Regions from separate parts of the Rattus norvegicus genome. Here region 1 is linked to region 2. A link is a contact called in public Hi-C data. All regions are on one chromosome and are shown on one strand. Each heading gives the region's core, a stretch centred on a gene start, on an enhancer-like site or on the middle of the called end of the contact. The rest is flanking DNA. Distances are from core to core; before and after follow the strand shown. Region 1 holds the start of Fgf7 (fibroblast growth factor 7). Region 2 overlaps Galk2 (galactokinase 2).

The links. A called contact is a pair of places that touch in the nucleus more often than the background predicts.
Region 1: a contact with region 2 is called in a Hi-C map of the A7r5 cell line, with 6 times the contacts expected there. The contact joins the promoter of Fgf7 here to the enhancer-like site in region 2. A contact is called at or near these places in 12 of 12 Hi-C or Micro-C datasets (the A7r5 cell line, the Rat2 cell line, Schwann cells and 7 more).

Annotation. Positions count from the first base shown.
Region 1 is chr3:133,733,257-133,736,977 of GRCr8, reverse strand. It overlaps Fgf7 (fibroblast growth factor 7), which reads right to left and starts at 1,351. Exons shown (of 3, transcript NM_022182.1): 1 at 958-1,351. The coding sequence starts at 1,243. The region is part of intron 11 of Fam227b (family with sequence similarity 227, member B); the gene reads left to right.
Region 2 is chr3:133,607,781-133,611,874 of GRCr8, reverse strand. The region is part of intron 5 of Galk2 (galactokinase 2); the gene reads right to left. Among named protein-coding and RNA genes, the nearest start is that of Galk2, 39 kb to the right of the region's middle. Within about 2 kb of position 1,989, at least 8 of the 93 cell types and tissues checked have an H3K27ac peak or open chromatin away from gene starts, as enhancers often do.

The DNA of each region.
Region 1 (3,721 bases), core at 102-2,601, 130 kb before region 2:
TCCTTCTCCACCTATACTGGCACATATGCTATCAATACAGCAAACAGTGTCAACGCCACCCACACGATATTAATGCCAGCAAACCCATTTCCATGTGTGGGTTTTAAATACCTAAGGTAAATGTTGAGTGTGTGCTCTATGTCATTTAATTTAATACTACTAAGATTGGTAACTAAATGTAACCTAAATGAAAATCCAAGCCCTGATGTTTTAAGGTAAAAGAGCAAGTGGATTTTGAGGGGAAAGGGGAGTGCTCCAGGTGAAAATCTCAGACACAACCTGTCTTCCAATTCAGCTCACAGTCCTCAGAGTTATGTCCCTCTTAAATTAGCAACAGAGACCTGCACGACAGAGACCCTTGATAAAGAAACCGTTAGGAAGATCCGGTCCCTCCTGGGTGGGGAGTTAAGGAGTACAAATCACTAGACCAAAGATGGTTGAGGCATTACCGACTCCCTTCTGTTTTAGAAGCACACAATTGTCGATGCTCAGAATGCAGATTCTTAACCGGTTAGTACCATGGAAGAGCCCTTTCAAAGGCAACTCAACTGATAAAGACAGATACATCCTCTGCTCCTCAACTAATGGCTGGTAGTTTCCTGAACCTTCTGAGAACTCTATGCAAACTGCCACTGAGCTTTGCTAAGAAAACAATCACACGTCCTCTTGAGTACTTACTCACTGAAATGTTTTCTTACTAAAGAGTATTTTGGTTTTAAACCATAGTATATTTTCTAACTGGCTCGTGCTATCAGTTCCAACCATAAGGTGAGTACACTTGCCCTATTACCAGAGAAATTTTAGGGATTTAGTGCAGAAATCCCGAGGTAGAAAAATTAGGACTTGATATTTTACACTGGTTTTTGCCCCCATCGGAAAGGAGAACATGGCACCAGAGAGTGAACCTTAAACAAACCATAAAGAGCTAAGCAGGGTTGTGGTAAAAGCATCACTTACTGTAGCTGTTCCTCATCTCCTGGGTCCCTTTCACTTTGCCTCGTTTGTCAATCCTCAGGTACCACTGGGTGCGACAGAACAGTCTCCTCACCCTTATATCCCCTCCTTCCATGTAGTCATAACTTCTCGTGTGTCGCTCGGGGCTAGAACAGTTCACGCTCGTGGCCGTCTGCTCTGGACTCATGTCATTGCAAGCTAAAGATATGGTGCCCACAAGACAGACGAGGTGGAAGCACGATCTGTAGAGCGGAGTCGGCAGGATCCGTGTCAGTATCCATTTGCGCATTATAGAGCAGTGCCCCGGGTGTCCATGAATAACATAATGAGAACTGGACCTTGAGTTGATCGCTACTCCTAGGTCATGGGCCTCCTCCTGTCTGTGAACTGGAGATTGATTTGAGAAAAGGTCCTCGCTCTTTCCAAACTGTTAACCTTATCTTTTAGCTTCTGATGCCAATAAGAGGATTCCTTCTTCAGGAGCACAGTTGATGGGTATATCCTTGTAGAAACCGGTCGGAACAAGGCCAGTTGCTGCCGTGCATTTGCTGCTTGACTTCTGTTCGCAATGAAAGATTAGGAATGGGGAGGGGGAGGAGAAAGGGAGATAAAAAAAGAAATGTATGTATAAATTTCAGTAGGTAAATAGTCTAACATCTCAGTGTGACCAAATGTCGAAAGCTCATTTAAAACAGCTTCCACAGAAGATGTCAACATCTTTGCCACTTTGCACGTAGAGTCAGAAGAGCTATGCATTAGTGGAGAGACATCACAAGAAAACGGCACCATTCATTCCAGTTGCTATCTTGTTAGGAAACACCGTGTACTTACAGCTATTGGGTTAAATCGAGTTTTACAGCCACTATCGACAAAGTTGAAACACTCTCCTTGGGATCCATGAGTATACGCTTTTACATTTGTGCTTAATAATTATTTTCTCTGAAACTGCCCAGATTTTTCAAGTTAAGTGTCAGGATTGCCCTGGAGAACTTCAAGCGTCTCTTTCCATACGTACTACAGCACAATTTCTGTAGATATTTACACAGCTAAAAAGCCACCCCTCCCTCAGTACTCTAACCATAGAGAGAGAAAATCTTTCAGAAAAGATTCAGCATTGTTTAAAAGACAAATAACAGTAACTTACTTGTTCTGTTTGGAACAGCTGGGTACACAAGAGTTCCGTGTCTGCTGTCTGCCTGGTGCAACTTGAGCCTCTACTGTAGCTACAAACTATTTCTCAGCTGAGAAGTCCTCCAGCAGAATCATAATTGTTTCCATAAATCAACAGGCAAAAGGATTTTCTCCGTGTGTGAGCGCGTGCGCTTGTGTGAGTGCGTGGACCCTTTTATTCAGAGATTTTCAATAAATACCTTTGCTGACCTCATTGGAAGCAATTAAAGCTTAACCAGTGAGCTGTTCGTTGTCTGAAACAGCAGGAATAGATGAAGGCTTGTGTACCGTTGAGTGGTCATAAGGGGGAGCTATGGACACGGCTTTGGTTTAAATCCACAAGTGGGCATCCGCTCTGTGGAAACAGACCTCTGATTCTCAAGCACTTACATAGAGAAAGGGAAGTGTTAGCCCTTTTAAGCACAGAAGCTGTACAGTCTGTGAAAAACATTTCCTAGAACATATAGAAGGGCTTTCAATAGTTAGATGGTCTTTACAATACACTGGGGAGGTAAGTTCATATTCCTTCATACTCAGAGTACTAGAGCAGCAGGCTCAGGGCTGAGAGTAGGTATTCCTAGGCAAGAACATACCTTTTCTCAGATAGTGCACCATTGTGTGTGAGTCTTAGTTTCTTATTAGACTGGGATTCTAACAAACAATGTGGCCTTGGATCAGTCACTTACTTCCCTGTGGCCCAGCTGCTGCTTCAGGTATCAAATCAATGGCCATGCCTAATCAGACCAGTGCTGTGCTGTCATTTTAGCATCCCATCTTGTGATTTATTCCAACAGACGACTCACAGAAACAAAGGACACATGCTTTGCAAAACTATCATTCTTTTAGAAAAATGGTTTGTGCCTTGGTGTTTGACTTGTGCCTCCCTGAGAGCAATAGCATAAAAAAAATAACTGATAAATCCAGTAATTGTAAGGCCAATAGCTAATGGACATAGGAGAGCCCTTTTGCTTTCCAAAATGAGTCTGTGCCTATCCTGTACTGAGCAAGATTGTAATTGTATTTTATATTTAGAATGGAGCCATTGTATCACCAATCTAAATGAGTATTTAAGAAAACATATGTTAAAATTCTCTTTTCCATGTACCTGCAACACACACACACATGCACACAAGTACACACACACACACACACACACACACACACACGTCGCACTTAACATACACTACCACCAGGTGGTGCAGGTAGACCAAATAGAGACAGAGAACTAAATTGAATCAATTGGATGTGACCTTCCAGGGGACAGAGTCAGTACACCAACTTTGAAACATACACAATTATCTTCGATTCATGAAATATTGAAACACTGGGTTTTCAAAGCAGAGGAAGGTGTGCTGATCTATAACTGCATCTATTTAAAGCTAGAGAGCTCAGAACATGCCGTCATTTTTCTCCCAAGGAGGAAGAGGAAAGGACAGAAGGTATAATGATGTTCTCGGTGATACCCCACAGTCTATGGTGTATCAGTTATGAGCAGATTGTGAGTTCTTACGAGTTGACATTCCATCTAGAGAAACGGAGGTTATGCAGTCAGATCTCAGTGCACACTCCCTAGTGCTCAGTCTTTCTTTACAGCATA
Region 2 (4,094 bases), core at 740-3,239:
CGAACGTTAGGCTAACCTCAAACACAGAAATCTGCCTTTCTCTGCCTCCCTAGCTCTGGGATTAAAGATGTACATCACCATGCCCAGCCACTTCATCTATAACTCTGTTGTTTTCCTAGTGCTGAGAATAAGGACTTGGCCTCTCTTTAAGCTACCTTTTCTCTTATCCTTCCCACCTTTCTCAATGAAGCTATGCCGAAAATTTTGGTCAAAAACTTTATTCCTTATATCAATTATCAAGATTACTGCTTATGTATAGATCAAATACTTCAAAAAACTTTTGCATGTCTAGTCTTTTTGTTTTTCTTGTATTTAATAACTGCCTAATATCTTCATTATTCATGGAAGCATCTTGGAAGGGCTTTTCTAGAGCCCTACTAAGGCTCTAGAAAAATCTCACAATCCATTTTTGCTTGTGCTTAACTTAGGTTTCTTATTTTAATGGCTAAGACGTGCAAGTCCTATTTCTCCCCATCCCACTTTTAGTTTGCTCTGTGATGTTTCTGACCTGCTGGACAATGTCTGACCTACTGGATGATGTGAGTTCTCTGCAGTTCTCTTCACTCCTTCCTGGGTTTTCATTTCCTAGTTCCCATGTTGTCTTTTCTTGGTTTGCTCCCAAGTTTGGGGAGGTTATATCCCTCCAGCTGTCAGGTGCACAGGTTTAAAGTGTGCTATTCTATCCTCACAACTGATTATTTCATTTAAACAGGCAGTTTAAAATTCACTGACATTTTAAAAGCACTGCTGTGTCTGATGCCCATTTTGAGGATCATTTCCCTTCCTCACTCTTTGCCTATAATGTCTTGGCTTTCTAACCCCCAGCTCCTCAGCCTTCACTCTTAGTTCCCGAGTTTAAACTTCCCAGTAGCAGCTTTGGCCTGGCCTTCCTTGTTTATTATGCAAATACCAGGAGCCCTTTTTAAACACTACATTTTATACATTTAGGAGCCTATCTCTCTCTGCCCAGCTATAGGCTGTTGGCATCTTTATTCAGTCAATCGTTTTAAATTAAGGAGAAAGGTCACATAGCACTACTTTGTGTGCTGTGAAGATTCTCTCATCCCTGGGGGCAACCAGACCACAGGGGCCGGGGAACAGCATTCCTTCTCGTGGCTGCTTTCACTGCTACTTCTAAATAGATGGAATTTTCTGGAACCAATTCACACACTTCCCTTTTTTTTCACTCATTAATTAGCTGGGTTTTTTTTCCTATGCTACCAGATAATTTTCCAATCATCTTATTGAATTTTCTATGTTAGCGATTATATTTCCCATATATGAAAGCTCTTGGTGTCTGGTCTTTAACCAGGCACTTAGTTTAGCGTAGTCTCATCAGCCTGAGGACACAATGTCTCCCTTCTTATCAGCACTGTCGGCCCAATTAGTCCCTGTATTCTCTTTTTTGTTCTGTCTGCTTTGAGATGTTTTCTTCCAAAATCTGATTGTCCTCAGATGCCTTACCATAGTTCAGAGTGAGTCAATAAAACACAAAGCTTTGGAAATCACCGTGACAGGGTCACACTGCACATCATGGGCCCACCACGTTCCCTCCGAGGACATTCTGGTACTCCTGGTAAGGCATGAGATGACAAGGCTGCCAGTGTGCCGGAGCCAACCTGAGCATCAGGAACTAGAAACTTCACTGTTCAGAAGCAAAATAGCATGTTATTTCCCAGTTACCAAATCCATTTTCAGCCTTGCCTATCTTGGGGGTTCAATTCAGAAAGTACCCAGTGTCTTTCCAGGGACTGGTCGGTGCACATAGGCTGGGATGGCCCCAGGTAAAACAGAGCTTTGAGTTTCTAACTAGTTTCAAATAGGAACCGCACACCACACCACACACCACACACCACACACCACACACCACACACCACACACCACACACCACACACCACACACCACACACCACACACCACACCGTACTGCAGCGCACTGCACCACCCTGTCATTCCACCCTGCTTTCTTTCTATCCTTGAGACTAGGATGAGTCAGCTTGCTTCTGTCTATGTCTGCTCTCCTGGCACTTAGCTTTGACCTTTCTTCCTTCTGCTAAGTCATGAGCCGCTCTCTGTCCACTTTCCATCTTTGTGTTTTGTGGTTTCGGGTTTATCAAAGATATGTGTTTATGCTTCTTAATTTCCCTGCTTCAGAGAAGATTGACTGCAGGATGGCGAAAGACTGGAAATCCGAAAAACCAACGCTTCCCTTCCCCTGAGTAGTTTGCTGCGCCCGGCTTTGTTAGCACCTACCACTGCCATTCATAACATCCACTCTCTGGAGTCTAGCTTCAGTGAGCATTGTGTTGCACTAGCTTCCCTCCAGAAAGCTTTAGCTTACTGATGAATTATTTCCACATCCTAGAACCATGTGGCCTCTAGCTTCACCAAGAAGCCCTTCTTAAACCGTCCCCAGTAACTCTATAAGTTCTCCCTTTATTGAGCTCAGTCCTATTCTGTGTACTGTGTATTTCTCACTGGGGCACTAACGAAAATACAACAGAAGATTTTGAACTATTTCATCTCTAAAATCCACTGAATTCTTGTGCTCTGCTGTTGTTAAGAGGCACATATACAGCTGGCACTTAAAGACTCTGAGAAAATTATACCATTTCCTTTCAGTCAAGATCCTGTCTCATTTCAGTGAGATAACGAAACAACAGCCACCAAAGCTCTCTTTACAATATGCTCCTCTAGAAAATATGAGTGCAAGTGTGGTCAGGACCACTTAGAGGGTCAGAAAGCGGGCACAGGCCCTTCCCTCCAGGATAAAAACACTGGACTCAGCTGGTAGAAATAAACATAGACACCTACTACTTCTCAAATGGGGCAATCGAGACAGCCAGATTTAATTCTAAAAGCTCAAGTGTTTCTTTTTATCTTTTTTGGCTTTTCCCTTAGACAGTTATATCAAGGGTCAGAAAAAGAAAAATAAGCTTCACCAATCCTCCCCTTAAAAAATAAAAATAAAGGGGTTGGGGATTTAGCTCAGTAGTAGAGCGCTTGCCTAGCAAGCGCAAGGCCCTGGGTTCAGTCCCCAGCTCTGAAAAAAAAAAAAGAACAAAAAAAAAATAAAAAATAAAAAATAAAAATAAAAATGAAACACTTTCTCCCATTCTCTCCACTGCACTTGACTAGTCTTTCAAAATATTAATTAATTAATTTAACTAAATAAAAGTGAAATCTTTGACTTCAGTCCACCCTTTTCTGTGTGCACTGACAGACTTTTATAGCAATGAACGTTCCTACCACCCATAGAACTTGCAGCCTGTCCCTGGTCCACGGCATGGAAACTACAAAGGCCTTACCTCCTGGCAGCAGCTGACCCTGCCACTGGCATCATGACAAACTGTCTTCCTGGTCTTTGCCATTCCTCCTTTCTGGTTTCCCTACCTCACGGACTATCTCCTTTCTTGTCAGTAGACAGCAATAGTGCACATGCCTCCCTCACTCTTGCTCCGAGGTGCTGTCTCCTGGTTATCTCTACCTCTGCTCTAACTACTGTGCCTGTCTTTCCCACTCCAGAAACTTCAAAAGTCAATAAAAGATGAACACTGTGGTTTTGGCCTATACAGCAGCAGGAGGATTGTGAGTTTGGGGTTAGTTTGGGACAGATAAAGAGACGCTATCTAAAAACTAGAGTTAATTATATTATTGATGATCATCAAAGGAACCTGGCAGTTAGAAGAATTGTCACACAAGTAAAGACTGAGTAGTTCTGTTTGCCTGGTTCTATATGGCTAGGTTCTGTACCCCTAGGTTCTATACCGCTAGGTTCTGTACCCCTAGGTTCTGTACTCCTAGGCTGTGTACTCCTAGGCTCTGTACCCCTAGGCTCTGTACCCCTAGGTTCTGTACCCCTAGGCTGTGTACCCCTAGGTTCTGTACCCCTAGGTTCTGTACCCCTAGGCTGTGTACCCCTAGGTTCTGTACCCCTAGGTTCTGTACTCCTAGGTTCTGTACCCCTAGGTTCTGTACTCCTAGGCTCTGTATGCCTAGGTTCCTCACACTCAACACTTGGCACTTGGCCTCACCTCAGGCCGCAGAGCCATTTAGATGCCTACTCCAAGGCATCACAGACAGTCAGAAACTTGA